Regions from separate parts of the Mus musculus genome. Here regions 1 and 3 are each linked to region 2. The links are chromatin contacts, called in public Hi-C maps. All regions are on one chromosome and are shown on one strand. The core of a region is the stretch at or near the end of the contact, and the rest is flanking DNA. Distances in the headings are between cores, read along the strand shown.

The links. A called contact is a pair of places that touch in the nucleus more often than the background predicts.
Region 1: a contact with region 2 is called in a Hi-C map of differentiating embryonic stem cells, with 2.3 times the contacts expected there. The contact joins the enhancer-like site here to the promoter of Uncx in region 2. A contact is called at or near these places in 17 of 39 promoter capture datasets (the 3T3-L1 cell line, 3T3-L1-derived adipocytes, the HPC-7 cell line and 11 more), 7 of 15 datasets of contacts at CTCF or cohesin (CD8 T cells, the G1E-ER4 cell line, the NIH/3T3 cell line and 3 more), 151 of 484 Hi-C or Micro-C datasets (the 63-12 cell line, the AML12 cell line, B cells and 81 more), 23 of 115 datasets of contacts at active chromatin or transcription factors (the HPC-7 cell line, the NIH/3T3 cell line, astrocytes and 14 more) and 6 of 9 other capture datasets (adipose tissue, embryonic stem cells, embryonic tail and 3 more).
Region 3: a Hi-C map of the CH12 cell line shows a contact between it and region 2. The contact joins the enhancer-like site here to the promoter of Uncx in region 2. A contact is called at or near these places in 28 of 39 promoter capture datasets (the 3T3-L1 cell line, 3T3-L1-derived adipocytes, the C10 cell line and 16 more), 7 of 15 datasets of contacts at CTCF or cohesin (the G1E-ER4 cell line, embryonic stem cells, large pre-B cells and 2 more), 225 of 484 Hi-C or Micro-C datasets (3T3-L1-derived adipocytes, the 4T1 cell line, the 63-12 cell line and 114 more), 34 of 115 datasets of contacts at active chromatin or transcription factors (the HPC-7 cell line, Th17 cells, acute myeloid leukemia and 21 more) and 7 of 9 other capture datasets (adipose tissue, embryonic stem cells, embryonic tail and 4 more).

What each region holds. Positions count from the first base shown.
Region 1 is chr5:139,752,088-139,756,711 of GRCm38.p6, forward strand. It overlaps Ints1 (integrator complex subunit 1), which reads right to left. Exons shown (of 47, transcript NM_026748.2): 36 at 4,357-4,444; 37 at 4,048-4,274; 38 at 3,790-3,913; 39 at 3,090-3,223; 40 at 2,820-3,012; 41 at 1,987-2,114; 42 at 1,374-1,486; 43 at 625-738; 44 at 134-204. Among named protein-coding and RNA genes, the nearest start is that of Mir7037, 14 kb to the right of the region's middle. Within about 2 kb of position 2,869, at least 9 of the 459 cell types and tissues checked have an H3K27ac peak or open chromatin away from gene starts, as enhancers often do. A contact at or near this core is called in differentiating embryonic stem cells, where this site is marked.
Region 2 is chr5:139,541,869-139,546,239 of GRCm38.p6, forward strand. It overlaps Uncx (UNC homeobox), which reads left to right and starts at 2,030. Exons shown (of 3, transcript NM_013702.3): 1 at 2,030-2,411; 2 at 2,587-2,762. The coding sequence starts at 2,126.
Region 3 is chr5:139,673,291-139,678,121 of GRCm38.p6, forward strand. No RefSeq gene overlaps it. Among named protein-coding and RNA genes, the nearest start is that of Gm46926, 6.5 kb to the left of the region's middle. Within about 2 kb of position 1,916, at least 9 of the 459 cell types and tissues checked have an H3K27ac peak or open chromatin away from gene starts, as enhancers often do. A contact at or near this core is called in the CH12 cell line, olfactory sensory neurons, pancreatic islet and 1 more, where this site is marked.

The sequences.
Region 1 (4,624 bases), core at 1,619-4,118, 210 kb after region 2:
CAAGCTGTCACCAGGGCAGTGGGACAGCCCACTTGGCCTCCTGCTTCTGTCTGGGGCAGTGCTTCGCTTGCATGGCAGAGGGGTGAGTACTGCCCTTTAGACCCCAACCTGGGCTCTTTCCAGCCTTACTCACCGAGAAGAAGCCCAGGACCTCAGGTCTCCGCCGCGACATCTCGTCTATGTCACTCAGGGTCTCGAGCACATCTGAGGGCAAAGACCAGGCTGTGGGGTCTATGGGGACCTAAGGGGAGCCTCCTACCCCAAGCAACTCTGAGACAGGAAGGGACAGTCCCCAGGCATCCTAGTTTCCCAGAGTCTCCCCAAGATGCACCGGGAACTGTGTACCATGCTCAGTGGTTATCCTGACTAGGACATATCCTATGCCTTCCCCATTTGGCCTCACACTGGTCTCCTGGGAAGCCATGACCAGTGGCTCGCCCTGTAAAATGGATACTTGGAGCAAACCCCTTTAGTCCACCCTGGTTCTGTTCTGAAGACTGACAGACCTACCAGCCACCCTGTTGGTCTTCCTTAAGAAGCTCAATGCGTTTGGGGGTCCGTTGTGCTATCTAAGCAAACTGCTCAGTGGATCCAGGGTGGTCTAGGAACAGGGGGCTCACTCACCCTCAACAGCCCGGCCCCGGGACAGCCTCTTCATGTGAGGAGCCACGTCGGCTACAGTCAGTGGGGTGGAGAGGGAGACACTGACCAGGGGTAGGGAGCCGGCCGAACGCTCATCTGTGAAAGGTTAGTCAGGGTCAGGTGATGGCTGAACACTGAGGGCCCAGCCAGACCTGCAGACTCTATGGAAAGACCATGCCCATCCCAGAGGCACACTGGCCACTATCCAGGGTGCCACACTATGCTTAGTCTATGTGGTGGTCAGGACTGGAGGGTGGCAGTCAGGATGCGGGCCAGTTTAGGAGTGCATTCCCTCGCCTCTGCCCACAAGGTGCCACTCCACATGGGAGGCTTGTGTCTGTGCAGCATGTCCACTATGAAGGACCTTCTATGTGCCTTCAGGCAGCCCGAGACTACAGTCAATCTGGCCAACAGAGGCAGCAAAGGGTAGCGTCCCACCTGTGGAGCATGAGCCACCATCAGGCAAGTGAGGTAGGTGTAAGACCTTGACCTAAGGACCAACCTGCCCGGGCAGCACACGGGAAACATCCAGAAAGGTAATGTCTGAAGCAGAACCAAGCATTTCCATGAGGCGGCTCTGTTCAGTCAGCTTGGTCATGGCACCGTGCGCGTACACGCACGTGCGCATACACACACACACACACACAGAGGACAGATGAAGCTTCAGGGCTCAGCCACACCCACCAGGACCCTCCCTACAACCCCCCCCAAGAGCTCACCTGTCTGCTTACCTTCGCCTTCCTCATCCAGGCCTTGGTCAGTTCTCCCATCCCGGCTGGGCAGGCTGAGCCCTGCCAGTAAAGACTTCAACATCACCAGGTCACTGTTGTCAAAGGACAGGTCACTGTGGAGGAAGCACGGGTTCACTTCAGAGGAGGGCAGGCGGGGAAGAGTGCCAGGCAAGGAGAAGCAGCAGGGCAGGAAGGAGGGCCTGGGGTTAGGCAAGTGCAAAGAGAAATGGTAGGGAGGAGGGGTGAGTGAGGAGGAGTGAATAGGGAGGAGGGGTGAATGGGGAGGAGGGGTGAGTGAGGAGTGAATAGGGAGGAGGGGTGAGTGAGGAGTGAATGGGGAGGAGGGGTGAGTGAGGAGTGAATAGGGAGGGGTGAGGAGGAGTGAATGGGGAGGAGGGGTGAGTGAGGAGGAGTGAATAGGGAGGAGGGGTGAGGAGGAGTGAATGGGGAAGAGAGGTGAGTGAGGAGGAGTGAATGGGGAGGAGGGGTAAGGAGGAGCAAGTGGGGATGAAGCTGAAGGCTGCAATTCAGACCAGAACATTCACTGTCTGGACTGCCCCTCCTGGCTCCAGTGTGGGGCCACTGGCCAGCCTGGGCAGGTGTGGGGACTCACTGGAGGGGCTCTGCGTGCTTCTGCAGGAAGGCCACGGCTGCTGGTGCGCTGCAGCCCACGTACTTGTGGATGAACTGAACGAACTTGCTAATGAAGGGAGCCAGGTGGCGGGAGGACTTCCGGTAGTTCTGTAGAGAAGGCAGAACCACCAGAGGCTTCCTCAGACCCTCTACACCATACATGACCCCCATGACAGCCATGAGCACAGAGCTAGCCTGACTGGGGCCTGATGTTTTGTTTTTTATTGAACGAATGTTTTGCCTGAATGTATGTCTGTATGTCTGTGCACTACATGGGTGTCTGGTGTCCTGGAACTAGAGTTTCTCATGCTTGTGAGCCACCATGTGGGTGGTGGGACCCAAACCAGGGTCTTCCTTTGCGAGAGCAGCTAACGCTCTCTAATCTCTAAGCCCTCCTTCCAGCCCCTGAGTCAGACCCTGATATTGCCTCAATATTATAGCCAAGGCTGGTGCAGAACTTACAATTCTCCTGCCTCAGCTACCCTCGTGCTGATTGCAGGTGTGCTACTCTGACACCTGGCTGGCCTGGCTTTTGTTTTCATAATATTATGTATATACTAGGCATATGACACCAACAAATAGCACCCATGGGACTTGAATGTGGATTCCCCAGGCAGGGGATACTGGGGCTTAGGAGCCTCAGTGAAGAGCTGGTCTTCAGACAGTGGAGACAGAAGCCACTGGGCAGTGGCCTGGCTTTGGCCCTGGCTCCAGGCTGTCCTGTAGGAGCAGAAGGGAGTCAGGCAAGGACAGGAGGGGCCATGGGAGGATGTACGGCTGAGGAATGTGGGGGACAGTCTGCCTGGCACCCACCAGGAGCAGGCGGATAAAGGATCGCAGGCAGTCCCAAAGCGCCCCCTGGTGTTCGCTCTGGAACACACGCGGCTGCAGCAGCTCCAGGATGCCCAGCACATGCAGGAAGAAGGCCAGGTGGTTCTGCTGCCGGAACTCCTGGAAGTTCAGATGAGTGCGGCCGTGCAGGAGGGCTGCGATCATGGGCAGGTGCCTGGGCAGAGCAGAAGAATGTCCCTGGTTACACCTTCCCCCGAGTCACCCAGCACCACAGGCTGTGACAGCACGCACCTCAGCAGCAGGACGGGGTGGGCCACAGCCAGCTTCCGGCAGGCCATGTTGGCGTCAGCCACTCTGCTCTCAGAAGACCGGGAGTCGCTGGTGTCTGCCAGGAGCGTGATGAAGCGATGGACGAGGCCGTCCAGCTAGGGGGAGGGGAGACTACTTGCCTATACACCGTCTGAACTCCCCCTACCCCCTCATGGCCCAGGACATCACGCAGCAGCAGACACACGCTCAGCACGGACACTCTAGCGATCACACCAAAGGCAGGAGCTCATGTGGCCCCTCACACAAAACTCCAGAGGACGCAAGCTGGTCTGCCCTGCTGAGGCACAGTGGAGCTGGCCAGAATGGGTAGGAGGTGGAGACCTCTGGGGTACTCTGGGGTGACAGTGCACGACCCTCGTGATGGAGGCCATGGCCCCATATTGTCCACATGACACACATGTGCTGACTCCTGTCTGCCCACAACCTGGGTACAGAAAGGGGAAGGGGCATCCCTCTGCCCCAAGCTGCATCCAGAGGAAGAGCCTAGCACAGTAAGGTCTAGCTCTGGTGAGGTGAGCTAAGGTGAGACTGATGGCACCCCCACTCCAGGCTCTATGGGGACTATGCCCCTCACCTTGTGGTGAGGTTGATGGTGCAGCCCCCCCCCCGCACCCCATCCTCCAGCCCCCACCCCCTGCTCTGTGGAGACTGTGTCCCTCACCTTGCAGATGCTGCTGCTGGTGGCACCTTCACTTTGCAGCAGGACCTCGGGCACTGGCACCCGGACCTCTGGCCGCTGCAGGTACAGTTGCAACAGCAAGTCTCGGCAGCGCTGGCCCAGCACACTGGAAAGAGCAGAGGGGAGAGGGACTGGGTCACTGGGATGGTGTGGCCAGGGGAGGGACATGTACTGAAGGAGCCACTCCCAGGTGACACAGCAGCCATCTATGGCAAGGGGACACAGTGGGGACTCAGGTACCTGTCCCCCCATTGCTGGATGCAGCTGGTCAGGTGCTCGGTCACTTTTCCAATGCTCTCATCATTGCTACGGCAGCAGCTAAGCAGCAGGGGCAGCCGGGTCTGGATAAGGGTGCGTGCAGCACTGTCCCCATCCTGGCTCCTGGTCTCTGCCTCGGACAGGATAAGCTCCACCAGGCTGAGCAGCTCTGGGCCCTGCACGTGGAGCACCAACTCCTCCCGCCGCTTCTGCAATCAGGAGGCTGCAGGTCAGCCCCAGGATGTGTGTGCAGCCACCACCCATGGGTTGGGCTAACCTCTTGAGACCTGCCTGTGGAGTGCGCTGGTCCCGGCCCTGCCAGATCCGGGGGACATGGATACAGGCCCAGAGGAAGTCCAGGGATGCTGAAGGGTCGAGCCTGGGAGGAGCAAGCAATGCCAGGGTAAAGTTCCTAAAAAAGGGACCTCAGTAGAGGGCCACCTCTGTCCTTCTGAGGAGTCCCTAGTCTTTGGTCTCCCTGACCCACACACTCCCAGGTCTTGTGTTTGTGAGCTGGGCACCTGATGGTTCCTATGAGAAAACTCAAGCACAGCCTGTG
Region 2 (4,371 bases), core at 780-3,279:
CCAATTTGGTAGTCCAGTCACTGTAGATTAGAAGCGAGGCCCGATTGTAGTCCGGCTGGGGTCCAGGCCCGGACATGAGTGTTGGGGGAACCACCCCAAGGGCAGTCTGGTTCCCTCTCTGCCAGCTCAGTGGGTCAGGGCACACACACACACACACACACACACACACACAGAGAGAGAGAGAGAGAGAGAGAGAGAGAGAGAGAGAGAGAGAGAGAGAGAGAGAGACATGGCACACACCATTCTGGCCTGTCCCATTTCTTCCTGCTTAGGCCTTACTTTTGCCAAAGCAAACTTGTCACTGTGCCCTGGGGTTGTGATGATCAGGCTTCCTTCTGGGGCAGGCGGTCAGAGTACTTTGCCTACAAATTTAGAGTCAGCAAAAAGCCATCTCTCCAGTGACAAACTTGCTTTTACAAAGGATACATCCCCATCCCCCATCCCCATCCCCCATCCCCCTCCCCCATCCCCCATCCCTATCCCTCATCCCCCATCCCCATCCTCCATCCCCATCCATCCTGGCTGCGTCCACCTCTGCTCACAGTCCGTGCTTGCGGCTTATTTAAGGATATGTCCCCTAATGATTTAGTTTTTGAGACTATCAATATTTTACAGTGGAGAAGGGAATGGCATCTCACTGCGAACATAATTTAATTATAATAGATGGGTTAGTGCCTCCAACCCATTCTTCAGAGCTGACTCAGAGGGAGATTTATTTATTTATTTATTTATTTATTTATTTATTTGAAGGGATGCGTGGGCCATTGGTCACTATCCTGAAGTTACCATTGTCCTTCCTCCTTCCATGCTCCCTCCTCCTCTGGGCTGGCATCCAGGACCCATATGTGTGGGAGTTAAGTGGGGTTAGGGTGCCCCAGCTGCCACCACCCTGTCTATATTGATGGGGTAACTGCCAATCAAGGAGGAGGGCGTCGGGTTAGACTCCTTATAGGTGGGGGCCGCATTTGGCTGGATCACTGTTTGGAGGTTCTTCTCTCCCCCCCTTCCCCTCCTCTCCTCTCCCTTTCTCCCCTCCCCCTTTCATTCTGGTCTCTCCGTCCATCTAGTCCCACTTCCCTCCCTTTCTTCTCTTTTTCTGCCTTGTTCCCCTCCTTCCTCCCCTTCTCTCCACTCTCCGTTTTCATTCTCCCTTCTCTTTATCCTCCCCGCTTTCTCTTCTCCTCTTCTCGCTTCTCTCTGTCCTTCCATCGCTTCTGGTTCCACTCCTCTCTCCTTCCTTTCTCCCCCATTACTTCTTCTCCTTCCTCCTCCATTCTCCTCCCTTTCTTCTTCTCCCCTCCCCTCCATCCTTTCCTCCTCTCCATCCACTTCCTCTCCTTCCTCCCTTTCTCTTTCTGCACTCCTCCTCCCCCAAACCTTTCCTTTCTCCCCCTCCCTCCTGGGCTTGTTCTTCCTCCTCTTTCTTCCCCTTGGTCTTCCAGTTCGTCGGGACACTTCTCTCCCCTTCCTCTCCTCCTCTCTTCCTCCCCCTCCTCCTCCCTCCGCCGCTCGCGGCAGCCCGCAGCCCGGGAGAGGCCGCTGGTAGAGAAGCCCTTGTAGTTTTAAATTCAATGTGACAGTTTCGGAAAGAGCGGATGATGAATCTCCCATTATTGGATCAGTCTATTTGCCGCTCAATGTCTCTCTGTAATTGGAGCAACATCACTTTAAAGGTTCAGAGAGTACAGCATTTCTGGTGAAAAATCCCCACAACACGCCGGCGAATGTTTTAAAGGGAAATCTATTAGAAGGAGGCGAGGGGCGGGAGCGGCGGGGAGCAGGAGTGGGGGGCTCGCCGGGGGCCCCCGGCCGGCCGAGCGCGGCGGTGCCCCTCCCTCCCCACCCCGTCTTGTTGTGACAGCTCCTGATACTGTTTATGGAGGTGCGTGTCAGGTATAATTAGCAATCGATATGGAAAACGTTTCCTTGCACCCAGCACGCCTCTGACGTCAGAGCCGATTAGCGCTTCTTATTGGTCCCAAATTCCCCGGGCCGCGGCTAATTATCGAGAGCTTGATGTTGATAAAGTAAAGCGGCGGAGCGCGGGCCGAAGCATGTGTAGGGCTCCGGGCCCCTGTCCCCGCCGCCGTCCGCGCCCCCGCGCCCCGCCAGCCCCGCGCGCGAGATGATGGACGGTCGCCTCCTGGAGCACCCGCATGCCCAGTTCGGGGGCTCGCTGGGCGGCGTGGTGGGCTTCCCCTACCCGCTGGGCCACCACCACGTGTACGAGCTGGCCGGTCACCAGCTGCAGTCGGCCGCCGCCGCCGCTGCCGCGGCCTCGGTGCCCTTCTCCATCGACGGCCTGCTCAGCGGCTCGTGCGCTGCAGCCGCCGCCTCGGTGGTCAACCCCACGCCGCTGCTGCCGGCTGCCTGCGGGGTGGCCGGCGAAAGCCAGCCCTTCAAGCTTGCAGGTAGGCTGGAGGCGGGGACACGGGGAAACACAACGGGGGGCCTCGGGGTGGGGTGCACCAGGCCGTCGGAGAATAGCGACCCACTCCTCCGTGCACCCCGCACCCGAGGTGGGTGCAAGCGGGACAAGCATCTGCCAGGTGGCTGAGCCTTGCAGCGTCCTGTGCATGCCCGCAGACTCGGGGGATCCAGACAAGGAGAGCCCCGGCTGCAAACGGAGACGCACCCGCACCAACTTTACCGGCTGGCAGCTGGAGGAGCTGGAGAAGGCGTTCAATGAGAGCCACTACCCGGACGTGTTTATGCGCGAGGCGCTGGCGCTGCGCCTGGACCTGGTCGAGTCCCGAGTTCAGGTAAAGATTGGTGTCGCCCAAGGAGTCCGAGATCCCGCACTAGGCGTGCAGAGCGCGGTGAGGCAGGGCCACCTTTGTTCTAAGTGGCGGGGAGGTGGTTTCAGGCTCCGCGCTGCTGGCCATGGTGGGGATTATGAGGGTTGAACCCCTTCTCCCATCTGGAGGTGAGTAACTTGAGAGTGCCGAGGTGATTGGGGAGAGATCCTGGTGGCGCCCCAGTAGCCACTGCAGTGACTGCGTTCGATTCGGGGAAGCCGGGTGTAGGTTGGCTGCGGCCGCGGCGCACAGTCTGGAAAGGCTGCCGAGGCTCGAAAAGCCCTCCAGGAGGGGACAAAGTGGGCCCTGGCCTGGGCGCTCTTGACAGAGGCTTTCTCCCATCCTCGAAGCTGACAGATCTGTTGCTTTATTTCTGGCTTGTGAAATATTAAGATAGAAACATGCATTTATCCATCGTCTTACAAACAGCCGCTGGGGGGGTGCATTTGTGGGAGAGTAGGTGGAAACTTTCGCGGTTAACACATTGGAAAAGAGGGGGCTTAAAAAAAAGGGCATCTGAATTTAAGATTCTTCTCCATTAAATTCCTCCCTCCCCAACCTCTTCGTTATTCGATTTCATGAGGAGTCAGGAAGCAGTATTCATTAAAAAAAAAAAAAAAGCAGCGTTAATTTGGCGTAATAAAATTCCAGAATTAATGTCTGCATAATAGATGCTTTCCTAGAATACAGAAACCTTGGGGTCTGTGTTATTAGTGGGTGCCTGGGGTGGAGGCAGACGCTGGCAAAATACCAGTTTAGCGCCATAGCTTTGCCTGAAATATTTGGGTCCTGGGCTTTGGCCTGCTCTCATCTGTTTAAAAATCCCTCTCTCCAAATTGTTCTGTGGCTTAAGTGAAGTCCGAATCTTTTTTATATCCCCTCTAATATGATAGAAATTTCTGATGAGGAAGTAATCTGGAAATTGCACCCCTCCAAAAAAAAAAAAAGTTTTGAAAAAGAAAAGAGAAAGCTTCCCAGGGTGTTGGCTTAGTCTCAGAGACTTTTGCACAAACCAGGCTCCCTTGGAGCAGGTCTGCTGTGCAATCCTGCTAACTTTATACGGGCCACAACAAAGCCTTTACATTGCTACATTCTGCAAGGCATGGTAGCCTTGCCCAGGTCCTTGGCCCAGGGAGCGGTGGTGGTCTTGGGAGCTGCTGTGATCTTTAAATTCTTCTTGGCTGTCCCAGACAAGACCTGCTGAGAGCAGGAAGGACTACAGAACATCCCTGCTCTCAAGGGGGGGGGGGGGGCTGGTGGTCAGCTTTGGGCCTGCTTGCCCACCTTGTGGCACCCCCCATCCCCCCAGGTCAGGCTAGGCTGGACTGCTTTGGAAAAGCTTTGTGGTCCCTGGTCCTAGGTCCTGCATAACGAATGATGTGCGTAGCTGTGCTGGGAGAGCTGGGCTAATGAAGGTCCATCCAAGTTCGGCTTCACAGGCCCTTCTTGAGGAAGAAGTAACCAGATTTCCCTTCAAGGGAGACCCTGCAATGTGGGCCTTGAGCATCTCTTGGCCCCCCCCCCCCCAACACAGGGGCTGCCGGTTCAGCACAGCCTTTCCTGATCACCAGGC
Region 3 (4,831 bases), core at 666-3,165, 130 kb after region 2:
AGGCATAGGTGACCACCCTGTGGACGGGAGGGACACAGAATTCCAGCTAGGAACCTCAGTTTTATGTCTCTCTTCTGCTTTCTGTCCCCTGCCCCACCTCACCAACTTCCAAAGTCACTTGCAAATTGTCCTCCAAGCACAGCAGGCAGGGTCAGCCCAGCTCCACTGTTCCCCAGGCTTACGTCTCTATGGGAGACCCCAGTACAGCCCAGCCCCAACCCTGGCCACCAATAAACAGAGGTGTGACATCGGAGCTGGGATGTGCAGCGTGTCCCCAGGGAACAGAATAGTGAAAAGCGCACCCAACTCCACAAGCCCTCGGCACTCCTCCCCTCAAGGGTGGGATCCCGGGCCTCACCTGTCTCCCCTGCGTTCCCAGGAAAGATTTGTCTTTCTGATTACAGCAGTGATACACAGGATGCCGGAGAAGAAAAGACCCAGAAGGGGAGAGATGTGTCAGGCAGGGTACCAGCAGCACAGAGAGCTTCTCTGAGAAGCAGCTGATGCTGTAGGCCTGGAGAGGCTGAGGCAGGGGGATGACAGTTTAAGAACAGCTGTGCTGCAAGCCACAGATGACATCTTTCTGCACCAAGTAAATGAACCCCCAACTTCCCCCAGGGTGGGGCACAGCTGTCTGGGCAAGACCATGCTCCGGTACAAAGCATCCTTTTGATGTGTGAACACTGAGTGCACTAGAACACTCTTTGCGTATCGTTCAGAGCATTCAGAATTGGAAATGAGTCGAACATTCACCACAGGACGGTGACGAGGCACCTTTGAGTAAAATATTATGCAGCTATGAAAAAGCACAGCCCCACACATGAACCCTGTGAACATGTCCCCGTGAGGTGGCAGTCCTGGCCTGTGTTCTCTTTTATCTCTCTTCCTTCCTCTTTTCTTCATCTCTCTTTTCCCTTTCCATCGCTGCCTCTCCTCTTTGATATGAAGTGGGACTCCCCACAGCTCACTACCAGGACGGGAACTTCTGAGTTTGCTGACCCTGCCCCTGCCCCGGCCCACGTCTAGGCACTCCACACACTCAAGGAAACTCAGGGCCCCTGCTTCCCTCTCTCTGATGGGGAAACCAAGGCTCTGGCAGGACCTGTGTCCTACCTGACCCTCAATCCCTGCCCATCTCTGGCCCTCACCCTGTGTGCTTACTCATGAGTGTGTACTGACAATAGGTTTGGCTGTGGCGGATGGAAAGGCCCGAGGCAGGGTTCACAGTCCCTTGGAACCCACCCCTCATGGAAGGTTGGAAGCAGATGGCATCACAGTCCCGCCTAGACCAAGGAGCCTTGCTGTGGAGCTGATGTTACTGGACTGTGGAAGGACATGGCTGGGAGGGATCCCACCTATCCTGGGCCCAGGAGTATCCCAGATGCAAATCTAATTGGGGATTTTCCCACCATGCACTGTGGCCCCTGGATGAGGTGGTTCACATCCCAGAGCCTGCCGGACATGCCCCACAAGCCAGGCAGGGCTGAGGTAAAGCAGGCTGCTCTTACACACCAAAGTGGGACTCTTGAGGCTAAAGCAATGGCTGGGCAACCCACCAGCGAGCTAGGGAGGTCCAGCTGACCTCAGTGGTCCCTCAATCTCTACCAGAAAACTCCAGAACTGTGACTTCAAGGACAAACTCTGCTCAGAGGTGGGTGCTGGGCCTCAGGCTCTGGAGTCTTTTATGGTCTTGACCTTGAGAGTATTGAAGCCAGCGCTCCCTGCTCCTTCCTCAACCCTGTCTTTTGGGAGCTGATCCCCTGAGAAGCCAGATCTGCCTGTGGGGATGCCCCTGAGCCTCAGTTGCCAGGCAACTGCCTGGTGCACCCGGGCAACAGCGGTCTTGAGCCTCACCCTGGTGATAGTGTTTCCACTACATCAGTACTGCTCGTCCCCCGGGGTAACCTCCCACCCTTGTCCCCAGGGCAGGTTGAATCCTGGTCATCACAGCCTCACTGCCAGATGTCTAGGCAGGAGCCCAGTAGTGACACTGTGGGAGAACTCTCTTCCCAGGCCAGAGGGCAATTGTCACCTGTAGGGGGCCTATCATCGTGTCTGAGATCTGGCCAGTCCCCCATGGGCCATCACCACCTTCTGCTCCTCTCTCAAGAAAAGAACTGGCTCCTACAGGCTTCTGGCTCTACTGTTCAACCCATCTATGAAGACATAATGGGACCCCGGAAACTGTCCCGTGTCCTGTGGTCTGGGGCCAGGCTCCTGGTCTCAACAGATGTGGGAGCTCACGCTGGCAAACCCATTCAAACAGCCAGACAGCATCACGTGGAAACTAGTTGCAGAGAGCAATTAACACTTCATTAATAATCGATGAGTTGCCAATTTGCACGTCGCCCAGGAACAAATGGCAGATCAGGTTCAGCTGTGACATGAGGACTCTGGAGCCAGAAGCCAGGGGGCAGCCAGAGTTCCAGAAGTGATGGGAAGTGGGGCTGGCAGGGGTAGGACACAGGCATTTATATGTGTGTGAGAGTGGCTCCCTCTTGTGTGGGGCTGGTGAGGGTGGAAGCTCTATCCCATGCTCTACAGAACAAGGCAGAGACACAAGTCCCTTCTGCAGGGACAGCTGTGGTAAACCATACAAGAAGCAAAGGCCAGATGATATAGCTTGTCACAGGCCCTGGGCCCAGGACACAAGTCCCACCCTTTCCTCTGCAGCTATGGGGCAAGGGGGCCTTTATGGAGACCCTACTGCATACACACTTCATCTACACATCAAGCCAGGGGTTTCCCCACTTGAAAGGCAAGGGTATCAGGTGCAGAGCAAGGGGCTGAGTCTAAGCTTGGACCTCCCAGCTCTGCCCTGCTCCAAGTTCTACATCACCCTGTCCTCCCACCCCACCCCCACTCCAGAGTCTGATGATTAACCCTTTCCCAGCATCCAGCAGCTGCAGGCTCAACAGTCAAGGAGGGCTCTCGCCAGCAGGAACGCAGGTCCAAAGACTGCTTAGGCCTCCTAGCCCTGCAGATGAAGCTCTGCCCTGCTGCCTCCCCTGTGACCTTCTAGCTCCGCTCTAGCTGACGGGTGCTGAGGAAGACATCTTGGAACCAAAAGTCCTGAGGAGCAGATAGAGGCACGGGAATATTCCAGGAAGACTTCAAGGGCAGTCATGATGTCCCCTGGCTGAGGCCACAAGGATGGTCACAGAGGCTCCCAGGGTGGAAGGGATATGGAAAAGCCAAGCATGGGAACATCTGGAGGGACTCTCAGCAGCCACATCGGCATGTGCTATGGCCCTGGGGTACATCCGCAACTTGAGGAGGGGCCTACTGGTAGGTGGATAAAAGAGCGAGTAGGTGAGACAGGAAATCACAAGATAGGAAGGCCATCATGCTGAGAGTCTGGATTTTATTTCAAAGTTTTAGGCAAGGTCTGGATCAACTGGTCTTGCACACACTGGCTGTAGAAAGGTCTAGATATCCCCGGAAGCTAGGGGTGGCGCCAGACCCAGTAGGATCTGGCTGTGGGTGGGACCAGAATGAGATGAGTAGCAAATCAAGTCCTCTGAGCCTCAAGAGCCGTTGGCAGGTGTAAGGTGACTCCCAGTTGGAACCACACAGGACTTCTCAATTTCCAGCCTGGGGCCCCTGAACCCCTCTTGCTCCCGTCTGCACCCGGCACCCTCGCCGTGAGATTGAATTTACAACGGACGCCAACACATTTAAATCCATTTATTGCAAAATTACTTTTCAATAATTACATCACTGTGCCGACTCTGTTGCATAATGAAATTAGCATGAGAGACATTAGAGACAATATAAAATTATAAGAAATATTGAAATACCGCGTTCCCGTCTGTCTTCACGAGGCCCCATAGCTTAACTGGGGAGCTGGTGAACCTCATCCGTGAAACTGGAATACACTGAGGGTAATTACATAATGCCTTCTATATAAATTAATTATAACTGTTATTGCAGATTTGTGTTATCGGATTGAAATTCCCCTTCACCCGAGCCTATTAGTGGAGAATGGGACCCCAGTAGCAAGTGGTCCTGAGCTCCCAAGGGGCCCATAGTTTAGAGAAAGACAGCAGAAAAGACCCAGGCTATGGGGGTCAGAGTTCAACTTCTGCCCCTGCTGTGTGTCTCCAGTAAAATCACCCAACATCTCTGAGCCCAGGTTTTCCTCAAGCCTAATTCAAGTTGAAGATCCTTTGTCCAATGTTCTAGAGACGACATTGTTTCAGATTTTAGAATTTTTTTTTATTGAATTTGGGAATGTTTGTGTAGACTTTCCCTAGGTCTAACACCCTGAATCTGGAAGTCCAAAGTATTCTAAAATCCAATATCTGAAATCTCATTGGTGTGAGATTTTAAACATTTCTGATCCCCGGGGGTGCTAAGAAGCCGGCTCAGTATATGCACAGTGTGCTTGGGAAATCAGCATGAGGAACAGAGACCATGTAAACAAGCCAGAAGTGGCGGTGTATGCTTGTGATCACAACACTGGGGAGGCAGAGACAGGGGAATACCTGGGGCTTGCTGGCCAGCCAGCCTGGCTCTGTGAGTTCCAAGACCAAGACAGGGCTCGCCATTTTTTAAAAATAAATAAATAAATAAAAATGGGAAGGGTTCTTGAAGAATGACAGCAGAGGTTGACCTCTGGCCTCTACAGGCAAGCATGGAAACACATGAACTTGCTGTGACTGGGTCATGAGTGGTTCATTGCTCAGTGGCTTCATGCGAGTTATCAGTGATAGCCAACCAGAGCTTCTGGACTGAAGAATTTAGAGGCTTGGGGAGGTATGGGGCTTAGGAACTCTCTAGGCTGTGTACTGGGGGATGCATGTCTCCAAGCTGGACAACTGAGACCTAG